Regions from separate parts of the Mus musculus genome. Here regions 1 and 3 are each linked to region 2. Evidence: chromatin contacts called from public Hi-C and HiChIP or PLAC-seq data. All regions are on one chromosome and are shown on one strand. The core of a region is the stretch at or near the end of the contact, and the rest is flanking DNA. Distances in the headings are between cores, read along the strand shown. Region 1 holds the start of Ccdc171 (coiled-coil domain containing 171). Region 2 overlaps Snapc3 (small nuclear RNA activating complex, polypeptide 3). Region 3 holds the start of Ttc39b (tetratricopeptide repeat domain 39B).

Evidence for each region. Hi-C and Micro-C count contacts between places; a contact is called where the count stands out from the background. HiChIP or PLAC-seq counts read pairs in DNA pulled down with a chosen protein or histone mark.
Region 1: a contact with region 2 is called in an H3K27ac HiChIP or PLAC-seq map of embryonic stem cells, with 7 read pairs. The contact joins the promoter of Ccdc171 here to the enhancer-like site in region 2. A contact is called at or near these places in 1 of 39 promoter capture datasets (macrophages), 1 of 15 datasets of contacts at CTCF or cohesin (CD8 T cells), 4 of 484 Hi-C or Micro-C datasets (B cells, centrocytes, cortical neurons and 1 more), 2 of 115 datasets of contacts at active chromatin or transcription factors (both in embryonic stem cells) and 4 of 9 other capture datasets (adipose tissue, embryonic stem cells, liver and 1 more).
Region 3: a Hi-C map of embryonic stem cells shows a contact between it and region 2, with 2.5 times the contacts expected there. The contact joins the promoter of Ttc39b here to the enhancer-like site in region 2. A contact is called at or near these places in 2 of 39 promoter capture datasets (macrophages and second pharyngeal arch cranial neural crest), 22 of 484 Hi-C or Micro-C datasets (the C2C12 cell line, CD8 T cells, LSK cells and 10 more), 6 of 115 datasets of contacts at active chromatin or transcription factors (bone marrow-derived macrophages, embryonic stem cells, neural tube and 1 more) and 2 of 9 other capture datasets (adipose tissue and liver).

The regions. Positions count from the first base shown.
Region 1 is chr4:83,524,294-83,528,358 of GRCm38.p6, forward strand. It overlaps Ccdc171 (coiled-coil domain containing 171), which reads left to right and starts at 1,252. Exons shown (of 26, transcript NM_001355378.1): 1 at 1,252-1,477. Gm25899 (a small nuclear RNA gene) reads right to left here and starts at 3,475; the gene lies at 3,335-3,475.
Region 2 is chr4:83,437,108-83,441,075 of GRCm38.p6, forward strand. The region is part of intron 5 of Snapc3 (small nuclear RNA activating complex, polypeptide 3); the gene reads left to right. Among named protein-coding and RNA genes, the nearest start is that of Snapc3, 21 kb to the left of the region's middle. Within about 2 kb of position 2,169, at least 65 of the 459 cell types and tissues checked have an H3K27ac peak or open chromatin away from gene starts, as enhancers often do. A contact at or near this core is called in the C2C12 cell line, the MC38 cell line, the N1E-115 cell line and 4 more, where this site is marked.
Region 3 is chr4:83,321,826-83,325,515 of GRCm38.p6, forward strand. Ttc39b (tetratricopeptide repeat domain 39B) reads right to left here and starts at 2,364. Exons shown (of 20, transcript NM_027238.2): 1 at 2,246-2,364. The coding sequence starts at 2,287. It overlaps Gm42306 (a long non-coding RNA gene), which reads left to right and starts at 945. Exons shown (of 3, transcript XR_881382.3): 1 at 945-2,942; 2 at 3,665-3,690.

The sequences.
Region 1 (4,065 bases), core at 2-2,501, 86 kb after region 2:
ATCTTTCAAATAACAAAACTAAGCCGTATACAATTTAAAAAAAAACTCTCATCTTCCAGGACTGTCAGGCCACACAGAGAAACCCATGGTGGTGGTGAATGTAATCTTATTTATTGTAATTCTCCATTTGATTCCTAAGTAGAGAGGGCTACTTTTGTTTCCTTCAGTTTGTTTTCGAAGCAGTTATCTCTTCTGGCTAAAGCCTTAAGAAGCAAGGAAAACCTTTTAAAAACCAAACAACTGACCTCAAACCAATTAAAGTTTCTCAGCAGTGCAAGAACCAAAGTTTTAATCTATTTGCTCTTAGGACTGTTAACTTTCCAGAGCGAGAGCAGGCGAGAACCCCAACACCTGGTTCAGGCTGATTACAACCAACCCCGGACAAGTTTAGCATAAAAGGCTCATTTTGTATGAACACTTGTGGAAAGAAGGTAGTGGCGGCAGGGATAAAAACCTTTCATCAAAATCCTGCCATTTCGCATTGTTCTTTAGGGAATAGGCTTTCAAAAGCCAAGGAACAAAAGAGGATTTGCTTTTCCAATCCTCTGAAGCGGCTACAGGGCGAACCAAAGCTCTTTATAAATTGTGGGCGAGGAGGGGGAGGGGCTGAAATCTAGCAGAGATGGAGCTCAAGGCGAGGCTCCAAGGCCTTATTTGCCAATGAATCCGGTTCTGCATTATTTGTAATCAAAGACGCTCAGCAGCATCAGAGCACCGACCTACATTCTATCCACCCAAGCCAAAATACAAAAGAAATCGATGGGAGGAGGAGACTGCAGGAGGAGGGCGCTGAGAGTCTGCCACCTGTGCCGAAGCCCAGGCACTCTCCCTGGGGACCCTGGCATCGGCCGCGGTCCTAGCGGGTTTCTCGGGCCGAGAGCCAGCTAAGAAGACGTTTACAGAGCAGGAACAGGCTGCTGCCCTTTTCCGAGGCTGGAAATGTGCACGCCACTCGGTTGCGGGAGTTCTGAAACAAGGAGAAGGCACAGCATGCCGGCGCTGGAGCGCGCATGGGGTGGAACGCGGCCCCGAGCCACCCGTGTGCTTTGCGCACGCGTACCCCACCCCTGGCGCATGCGCAATATACCCCGCCTGCCGCGGGAGCGCGCGCGGTTGCGGGCCGGCGCTTCTCTTCCAGCGCGAGCCCGCGTTCTCTGAGTACGCGCGTATCCTGGAGCTGGGGCTCGGGCGGCGGGCGGGACGCTGGGGACGCGGAGGCGAGGGGCGGGCCTGCCGGGGCGGGGCCAGGGAGGCGGAGAAAGTCGCGGCTGCCCAGAGCCTCGTCGCGTGTTCCGGGCCCCCGGAAGTGGCCGTTGTAAACTTCACCTCGTAGACTTTCTCCATCCTGGCCCTAGAGTCCATCGGCTTTCCCCAGTTGTCACTCTTTCTCCTGAGAGTTGCCTGACCTCCCACTCACCCCGAGACCTGAAGCTGCCTGGGGGTCGTGGGTGTGCAGGCTGGACCACGCGAGTCCGAGGTAACTGCGGGCTGTGGGTGCAATGGTGACTGGCGCCCGGGACCGGGAGGTGCTGAGAGGAGACTGGGCTTGCAGAGAGGACCCGGCTGAGGGCTGCTAGCTGGTGCTGACACGCCTCCAGCTCAGCCTCCAGCCTCCAGCCTCCAGCTCAATGGCCAGGGCTCTCCGCCCACCTTGAGGAAGCCGAGCATCTTCGCTGTACTCCGAGGACCGGTGGGGACTAGAGTCCTCGGAGCTCTTTGGGATCAGTACCCAAGGATCACTTTTTTTTTTTTCGTGTTTTACCTTCATTTTATTTAAATGCCTACCACACTTTAGGCACCCTACAAACGTTTGATAAGCAAAACAATGAGTTATGCAACTTCTGCCTACCACCCACCTTGGGACTTAGAAAAGTCAGCTGTGAGTTTAAAGCTGAATTTTGCGTACAAGCACACACCCCCCCCCCTTTGACTTTTTAATCATTTACGATATTCATATTAATCAAATACATAACTTAGAGACGATATCAAACAGCTTCTAAGATTTTGCACGTTGATGTTTTATACTTTTCCTAGTATTGGAGAAATGAAACTACCGTTTTGTTATTTGTATTTATCAGTGCTTAGTAACGACCAAACTGTGATAGAGCCGGAAATGCAATCCTTTCCAGTTAAAGGCAGAGGAATGCAGGCAGTGCAGCGGGATTCTAGGGAAAGTGAAGGCGGCTGTTTTAGCTTGGAGCTTGTGTGTAAATCCTGGCTCAGCCATTTATTAGCTGTGACAGGCAAATCACCTGTCGCCTGGACCTTAGGTTCTTTATGTCAAATAAGCAGAGTGGGCTTAGTCTTTCAGGCTCCGTTTACTTTTTGTTTGTTTGAGTTTCTTTGTCTTAGGCGTGTTTTATGGACAGAATCACACATCTCCTTCACCTCTCTTCTTTTTTCAGAGATGGGATGAAAGGTGGTTGAGACTGAACAAGAATCATGGGCACAAAAGTGTTCTGCTATTTGAGCTGCACTCAGCTCTGAAGTGCCCCCTTGCCAAATGAACCGTGTAACTGCTGATAGTCCCACACAGGTGTCACGACTAATGAATGCAAAGCTGCATAGACAAAAAAAAAAAAAAAAAAAAAGTGGATTTAGTGTTAGGGAATCAAGCCCTTTCCTCTCGATGAGTAAAGAAAAAAAAAAATAGCATTTGGTTAGACACCCAAACTGAGAAGGTAGTGGAAGTGCTGTGACACAGGTTGCATTCCTTTCATCTTTAAACAAGAGCGGAAAGGGTCGAGGGGCTGACTTAAATAGTTGATGAAACCTGATGCTTGTTGGTGAGTTGGTGTTCATCAGTTTAAAGGGGCGGGGGTGGGGTGGGGGTGGGCAGGAGAAGCTAGGCTGTGCGCCCAGAGAGGCATAGGCGGTTCCAGATAAGCATGTTTTCTTGGTACAGAATCATTAGAAGTCATCAAGATGTGAGTATGACTTTTAATTCTTGTAGTGAGTATCTTGGTACAAATCATTCAATCTCTGGGAAACCCAGTTTTCCCGTCTGTGAAATGGGCAAATAGTCTCTGGAGATTAAGGGATGGATGGTGGGATCAAGCATGCGTAGTTAGTTGCGTGTGTGGCACATAGTAAGTGTTCCATACTGGGCCCTGACTCTTCATCCAGCCCCTTTCTCTCTGAGCTGTGTGACTGAGAGGTGAGCATGCGGCGAAGGGACAGAAGAGGGCTTGAAGGGTAGGAAAACTCGTGCTAAGATGGCCAATGAGTCGGAAAAGGCTGGGGTGATGCACCCACTTTGCTTTTGCAAAATGTGGGGTAAAATTTGTTCTTTAAGGAAAGTTTTTTTTTTTCCTTTTTTTTCCTTTTTATTCAGTCTCAGTAGAGACTGTCAAAAATTGCCAATGCCGACTTTATTTCAAGTCATCATGGCAGGGTATTGGGAAAAGTTTTCAATTAGCAATAATTGCGCCTCGGATAAACCTCATGGACTACAATACAGCCAATTCGCAAAGCTAAGGAAAGTTTTCTTCAAGTGTGGTTTAATTATTTAATTATTTATTTATTTATTTTTTACCTTGCTTGAGTTGTCTGTCTTTTTTATGGTTCTGGGAAAAGAACTTGGATATTTCCCTATTCAGGGACTTGTATTATCCCTAACTGCTTCTTCTCTTCTCTTCTCTTCTCTTCTCTTCTCTTCTCTTCTTCTCTCTTCTTTTTTTTCTTCCTCTTTTTCTTTCACTTTATTTCTAAATGATTATTCTTCCTTTCTTTCATATTCATTTTTATTCTGTGTACATGAGTGTTTTGCCTACATGTATGTCTGTACACCATGTGTATGCAGTGCAGTACCCTCATAGGCCAGAAGAGGGCTTTTGATCTCTGGAACTGGATTTACAGCTAGATGGTTGTAAGCTGCCATGTGGGTGCTGGGAATTAAACAGGTTTCTCTGGAAGCAGCCAGTACCTCTTAATGGCTGAACCATCTCTCCAGCCTCCTCTTTTTTTTAAAAAAATATAATTTTACTTATTATGTGTGAGTGTATGTACATATATGGTGGTGAGCAAGCCTCTGCTACTGAGTGCATATGTAGATCAGATGTCAGC
Region 2 (3,968 bases), core at 919-3,418:
CAGGCTGCCCAGCCCCTCAGAAGTGAGGGTTTACCAACCTAAGCAAACGCAACAGCCTGATATTGCTGAATCACAAGACACAGAATTGATCTGGTTCTTTCTCGTGGTGCAGCCCTGGCAGAGGACCCTGGGTTTCCTTGCCCACTAAGGAGAGGGCATCTCTGCAGGCCCATGAAAGGACAGCTGAAACAAGTAGGATGCAGATAGAACTTGGAAAAGGATCAAAAGTCAGGCTCCTGTCTCCATCAGCTATGCACAGTTTTAGTTCTTTGATTTTGAGTCCCGTTAACTGACACTCATTAGGCTTTACACAGTGAATGTGTGTCTTCTCCCTGCTCCTGTTTTGAGCATTTCAGTGTGTTAAGAAGCATATCACCATGCATGGGGGTGGCAGCCGAATCATGGTCACATTTACAGACTTGGTTGCAGGCTTTTCATGTGTATAATGTCCTGGTGCTGTTTGTGTCTCTGTCTTACAGACCCACCATGTTCAGTGACTGACATGGAGATGAGCATCATGGCTCATGAAGAGATTACACTAGATGTTTGTGGTTATGTTGAAAATGGTTTTAAGATCCTTAAACTCTACTGAACTTCTGAGTCAGTGCTTGTGGAGGTAACTGCAATGATAAAGAGAAACAAATGGAATTTTAAGGAAATAGGTTTCTCTCTCTTTTTTTTTTTTCCAAGGGAGAAAGCATCAATCTTTTGAAAGCTTTCTCTCTTTTTTTTTTTCTTTCTTTGTTTTTTTTTTTTTTTTTTTCGAGACAGGGTTTCTCTGTGTAGCCCTGGCTGTCCTGGAGCTCACTTTGTAGACCAGGCTGGCCTCGAACTCAGAAATCCACCTGCCTCTGCCTCCCGAGTGCTGGGATTAAAAGGCGTGCGCCACCATGCCCGGCTTGAAAGCTTTCTTAACCCTACCAAAAAAGAAGGTGTAACTATAAATAGATTAATGTGAGCTGGGTATGGTGGTGTATGTCTTTAATCCCAGCACTCAGGAGGTGGAGGCAAGCAGATCTCTGATTTCAAGACCAGACTGATCTGTAAAAGTATTTTTCCCCCCTGATGTAATTGTCATCTCAGAGGCTTACTGCATCCATCTGCTAACCTAGGCCTGGTCCTGGAAGCTTCTAGCCTCTGTACAATCATAATCTAGGCCTAGAATGTTTCCAGCCTCAGAGACTTTCTGCTGAATCAGCTCACCCTTTCTAGTTCTCTCTGAACTCCTGCTGGCTGATTCAACTCAGCTGTCCTGGCTCAGACTCTTCTCCAGGCTCACTGATTCAGTCTGGCTTCTCTCTCTGCATCTGCTGAATGGCTCTGCCTGGCCTCATAGCAAATCTTCTGTCTCCTTGTCATTCTATGGCTCTTTCTGCCTTCACCTCTGTCTAGCTTGTTCTCTTCAACCTGTCTCTCTCTGTAAGACTCTTCCAGTAAAACTGCCTTTTTCATTTTCTGCATTGTCCCTTAAGTAGCTTTCTTTTCCTCTCTCCTGGTGGGGGGCTGTCATATCCTAGTCCGTCAAATCTTTCTCTGATTCATCACGTCTGTCACTCACTTTTAAACATGGGTGGCTTACCTTCATTGATTGGGATTAAAGATGTGTGCTAAGAGCTGAGGTACCACAACCAGCAATTCCCAGGAAATAACAGTCTCGGGTTCACAGTGTAATCAAATATTCTCTAACACTTGTCTACATAGCAAATTCCAGGATAGCTAGAGATACAGAGCTCTTTTCTTTCAAAAAGAAAAGATTACCATGAAGAATCCCTTTTTATAGTAACCTATCAGCATTGGTAAGAGCAGATATGTAGTTCATTCCAGCAACAAGTGCTTGTAACCACTAACCCATCTCTCTAGCCCCTACTGTCTTAATATTTACACATCTGTGGCTACATTCTTTGTTTGTCTACTAAAATAATACTCTGATCATTGAGCACATGTCATGTGCCTAGTGTATGCTGGCCTTAAAAGAATTGTCACCATTTTTATAAGAAAAGAGCATAGTCATCCTGAGCTGCTCAAGCTCAGCCATCAGTGGTGGGGGCTAGAGTCGGGTTCTCGTTTCTCCTTCTGAGCCCACAGCTTCTCTGCCCTGCCCTGCCCTGCCCTGCCCTGCCCTGCCCTGCCCTGCCCTGCCGCCCGCTGTGAATGACTGCTGAAGCACGGTGTGATTCACTCACTCACCAGCAGCTTCTAGCACAGGGCCTGGTGGGAGATGAATGTATCAGTTCAGAAATCTGTTTTCCTTTTTGTTCTTCAGCAATGGCTTAGAAATGTGTGTTTATGATGTTAAAAGCATTTAGAAGGACAGATTCCTATGAATGAAGTATTGACTGAATTTAACATCTTTCTGCTGTTGTTACTGGGGTTTTTGGTTTTTGTTTTTTTCAAGACAGGTTTTCTCTGTGTAATAGTCCTGGATGCCCTGGACTTGGTTTGTAGACCAGCTGGCCTTCAACTCAGAGATCCACCTGCCTTTGTCTCCTAAATGTTGGGATTAAATGTGTATACCCGGCTGAGGCTAACATCTTTATGAGCCTTAGAAAGACTATTTCATTGACATTTTTATTTTACAGTATTGTTGGCTGTGGGGGTTATTTTTTCTCATTTGTAAGGTTTCTGTTGGAAAATTTTCAAATATGTAATCAATATAGAGAATAGTATAATGAGCCTCTGTTCAATACTTCGTAGCTTTTTCCAGAAGTGTTTTTTGTGTTAAGCACCATTGTACCTCAAAGAAAAGTGAAAATAAGACCCCGTGTTCTATGTTTTTGTTGGTTTCCTGGCATGTATTCCACTAGCTGTTGTAGACTGGTTTGACAGTGAGTTGCAGCTCTTAGAGTGAGCTAGATGGCTGTTGTTGATGTGCCAGGACTTGGATAACTCTAATGCATTTAATTAAGTCTCTCTAGCTTTGAAGTAGAGGAGGATTTGCCAGTGTTTGTTTTTTTAATAATTGCCTTGAGAATGGAACTGTATTTTTAAAACAAACATGTAAACAGTACAAGTACTTTCTGAATAAGTATCAAATACACTGTCTTCCAGTGTAGCCCATGCTGCTTGGAATTTGTGATTCTCCTGCCTCAGCTTCAGAAGTGCTGGCATTGCATGTGGGTTACTAAACCTGCCCATCTGTTACTTCTTTGTACAGTGAGGAGAGGTTATTATTGGTGAAAACTACTTTTGTTCTAGAGTTTTCTTTGTAAATAAGCAATTATGTGAGAAGACATTAAGGTGTTCAAGTCACTTCTAGTGGAGGTTTATACAAGTGTTGTATGATCAACAAAATTGTATGTATATCAAACTTTGTTTCCAAAATGAGGCATTAGTTATGGTTAGGGCATGCATGCATGTATCTATCTATCCATCCATCCATCCATCTTAAAACAGAGAGTCTACAAGCCTGTGTAACCCAGGCTTGCCCAGAACTATGTAGCAGAAACTGACACCAAACTCACAGCAGTCTTCTTGCCTTAGCCTTCTTAACATTGGGATTATTCTTATGCATTGCTATGCCTAGCTCTAGATCATTTACCTTTTCAATGTTTTCTTTTTCTTTTTTTGTTTTTGTTTGTTTGGTTTTGTTTTGTTTTTCGAGACAGGGTTTCTCTGTATAGCCCTGGCTGTCCTGGAACTCACTTTGTAGACCAGGCTGGCCTCGAACTCAGAAATCCACCCGCCTCTGCCTCCCGAGTGCTGGGATTAAAGGCGTGAGCCACCACGCCCGGCTTTTTCTATGTTTTCTTATACTTTATTTGTATATGTTTGCATACAAGTGTGTGCCATGCCCATGTGTGGAGGGCCAGGGACCACTTGTGAGCGCGGGTCCATCATCCCTTCTACCTTGAGCACCCAGTGATCAAACTTAGGTCCCCCAGGCTTATCACCAGTCACTTTACCCCTGGGCCATCTCACTAGCCCTTGGACCCTTATTTTAAATAGCTTACTGTTCTGAATGCTGCAGA
Region 3 (3,690 bases), core at 1,114-3,613, 120 kb before region 2:
CTGGAGGGTGTGAAAGCCTGGGATAAGCTCCCTCCGGTCTACTCACACACCTGGTGAACCTGACAGTCTTCCACACTCACGGTGGAGCTCAGTTTTGGTTTGTTTGTTCTTGGTTTGGTTTGGTTTTGTTTTTTCTTTCTTCCTCCCCTAACACCTCCCCCCCCCCCCCCAGACAGGGTTTCTCTGGGTAACAGAGCCCTAGCTGTCCTGGAACAGGATCTATATATACCAGGCTGACCTTGAACTCAAGAGATTCGCCTGTCTCTGCCTTCTGGGTGCTGGGATTGAAGAGGCATGTGCCACCACTGCCTAGTGAGGTAGAGTTCTTTAATCCACTTACAATTAGGAATATTTTACAAGTACTTCAAGCATACCTACAACACCCTACTGTACACCTGCTCGTTCACCCTAAATGGGTCCACACATGACTTCTCTCCCTGGCACTCTGGGAGACCTAGACATCCAAAGCTGTACCTTCTCTCTCTAAGGTAGCAAACTTAAGCAAAGAGTACTTAAGCACTCAGTAGAGAGTGGATAAACGTATGCCCACATACTTGTCCACCATGAGGGTAAAACATAGATTTGGCAGGAACAAAAAGTCCCTTTGTGCCTTGTCCATCATTGGGAGCTTATCAGTAATAAGGCAAAAACTGAGGTCTGATGGAGGCATATCTTTTCTGCAGTCATGCAGTCACTCAACAAACATGTATTCAAGTCTTTGTGCCAGGCTGTCTGCTGCTCTGATACCTAACTTCGACATGAGCTCTTGAGTTTGTTTTATTGGCAGTTGACAGAGTAACCTTCATCTCAATATGCCAAGACAATCCCATTTAACATCTACTGTTATGGCTTGCATTTCTTCAACAGTGAGCCAGAGTCAGAAATACCACTCTATAGTTAGGAGCTACTCTGGGTCTTGATTGTTTTTTTTTTTTTTTCTTTATTACGGAAGAAAAAAAAATATCCATGCTAGTCGATTTTTCTATGTGTCTAGACCTGGTTAGCCTTGAATTTGTGATTCTCCTGACTCAGCCATCTGAGTGCTGAGATTACAGACCAGGCTCAGGATTGTTCTTTCATTTTCAATACAAATAGATTAAATGGTTATGGACAGGGAAGCAGCTGGAGACAAGCCTGGGATAAGCTATTGAGACTGTACAACAGCCTCCATCATGCCAAGACTGTGGCTATTTAATGTATACACAAGAGGGAACGTTAGAAACTCTTGAGGAAGTAGTAGATGGTCAAAGTACCGTAGTAGTGTGTTACCTGGATTACGAATGTAAAATTTAAAAGCGCAGGCAACAGGCCATGCCAAAAGACTGCCTAAAGCTATAAATAAAAGTTGTCACAGAAGAAAATAGTAACAAATATTCTATCTCATTGTTTGCCTTGTGTGTCCTTAGAAGGTCCAGCAACACATCCATGCCCCCTGGGCAAGCGCTAATTCCCTGGTGTGTGGTCTTGGGCCCACACCGCAAGGCTGGTCCTCAGAAAGCTCTGGTTCGCCGCCTTAACTGTCTGTAGCATAAAGATTGATCCTTGGGGTTTTGATCGGTTCTTAATGTCAACATTTAAAGCACAGTATTTACTCGTTACCAGGATCTTCTGGCAGTAAAGACCGAATCCTAACTCACTCGCCTCCTCCACATCACCCATCTATTGCATCATTGGAAATCAAGGCTTTCTCAGGCCGCGACTTGTAAAATTCAAGTCAGGTAAAATGGCAGCAGAGGCGGCGGCAGGAGCCTGACCCTCAACTTGAGAGCAGAGCGCGCGCTCCCAGCAGCAGCTGAAGGAAGCGCTGAAATCAACAGGTCGGGCGCCCCCGCCCGGGAGCGTTCAGACCCCGGCGCCGCGCGAGGACCCGGTAGGTCACTTCGGTAGCCTAGAGAGGCGAGGCCGCCGGCGATTCTGGACAAGGGACCTTTCCCGGCCGCGGGGCTCAGGCTCCGGCCCTCGGTCCCGGGGTGACTAGACAGCCGTACCCCACCCGCCCGGCGGACACCTCGCGGAACTTCCACAGAAAGCGACACAGAAGTCGAGTCCAGAACGGTTCCGCAAAAGCCCATAGGGTCCAAGGAGGCTCAGGCTGGCCCGGGCTGCTCTGCCTGGCCCCGTGGGACGCTCCTCGGCGTGAAGGACAGCCCTGCCCACCCTCCGTGCCAGCGGAGGCTCCGCATCCCTCCCACGCCCGCCGGTGCCCGCCGGTGCCCGGACCAGCCCGCTCTGCCTGTCCTCGCACCTCGTCCGCGTCCAATTCCACTCGGCTGCCCACGAGCGCCATGTTCCCCTCCGCGGCGGCCGCACACCCACAGGGAACTCAGAACCGACTCTTTTCTGGCTCTGGGTTCAGCCCAGCACGGGTGGAGGAGGAACCAGGCGGCCCCGAGCGACCGGACCGAGCTGTCCCCGCCCCCGGCGCCGCGGTATCCACTGCGCACCCAGTACCCCAGCGGATGCCAGGCTAATGCCCCGCCCCCTCGCCGGATAGCCCCGCCCCGGCACGCGGCCTCCTTAGAGAGCAGCCAACCAGGTTCCGTGGGGAGGAGTCACCCACAGAGTCAGCGGGTGCTCGGGAAAAGGACCTCTGGGGTACTGGCCTCCCTAGAGGATTGGCAGGAGCCTGGCGCCGTGACTGGAGCGCGCAGAGCTGACAACCCAAGGTCGTGGCTGCGCTCCCTCTGTGGCTAGTGGTCCACCTGGTCCTTGGTCTGGAACCAGAGCGTTTACTTCGCCCAGAGGACAGAGCATCTGACAGATGCAGCTAGAGGACAGCTATGGGTCACTGGTCACCTAGAGGCATCTGACACATCACATGCCCAAGTCGCTGTGTCAAGAACATCCTCTCCAAGAGATAGGAGCTCTGTTTTGCCTCTGTGTTTGCGAAGTAACGGCTTCGGTGTAACTCAGAGCCCTGTACATCTCCCAGCACGGTCCAGGTTTTTATTGCTACACCATCTCTCACTCAGCCTTCTGTAAATCCAAATAGACATAATTTGTGCTTCAATTATCCATGAGGATAAGGATGCTGTCTTTTTCTATGCTATATCCCTAGAACCTAGAACAATGTTTTTTGACTGTATTTAGAAATTGATTCCTGTTTCTGACTTGCAAAATAACTGAGCTATCCAACTGGGAAAAAAAAAGTTAAAACTATAAATATTTAGGGTTGAGAGTCAGTTTTATTTTAAACTCCCCTAACGGTGTAATTTGGTAACAAATGTTACAAGACACCCCACTCATATAGAGCATCCCAAAAATGTCCTATCCCTGTTCTGTGGTGTCCCCAGACACCAAACTTCTATCGTTGCTATCACCCCATCTCTCCCCACTTTGTTGTATGCAGTCATTTACATACTCAGTATCTATCTGATTTATGAAATACGGCTTATCGGTCTGTAAACATAAAAACAGGAAACTAATTGTAATTGAGAACTAATCGTGTACTAGGACTATGCTGGGGCCCTTGTATGTTTTGTCTCACTTATTCTCATAGGAAGAGGGACACTGTTTAGTAAGAGTTTAAGTCACTTTCCTAGGGTCAGGCTGCTAAGTAAAACAGTGATGCCAGAATCAGAAACGCAGTCTGGCGGCAGCACCTGGCTAATAGCCGGTCTCTCTGTGACTACAGCCAACCTTCTTTTCTCCCTGTGGATTTCAGGAGACTAGCTGAGAGGAGGCCTATTA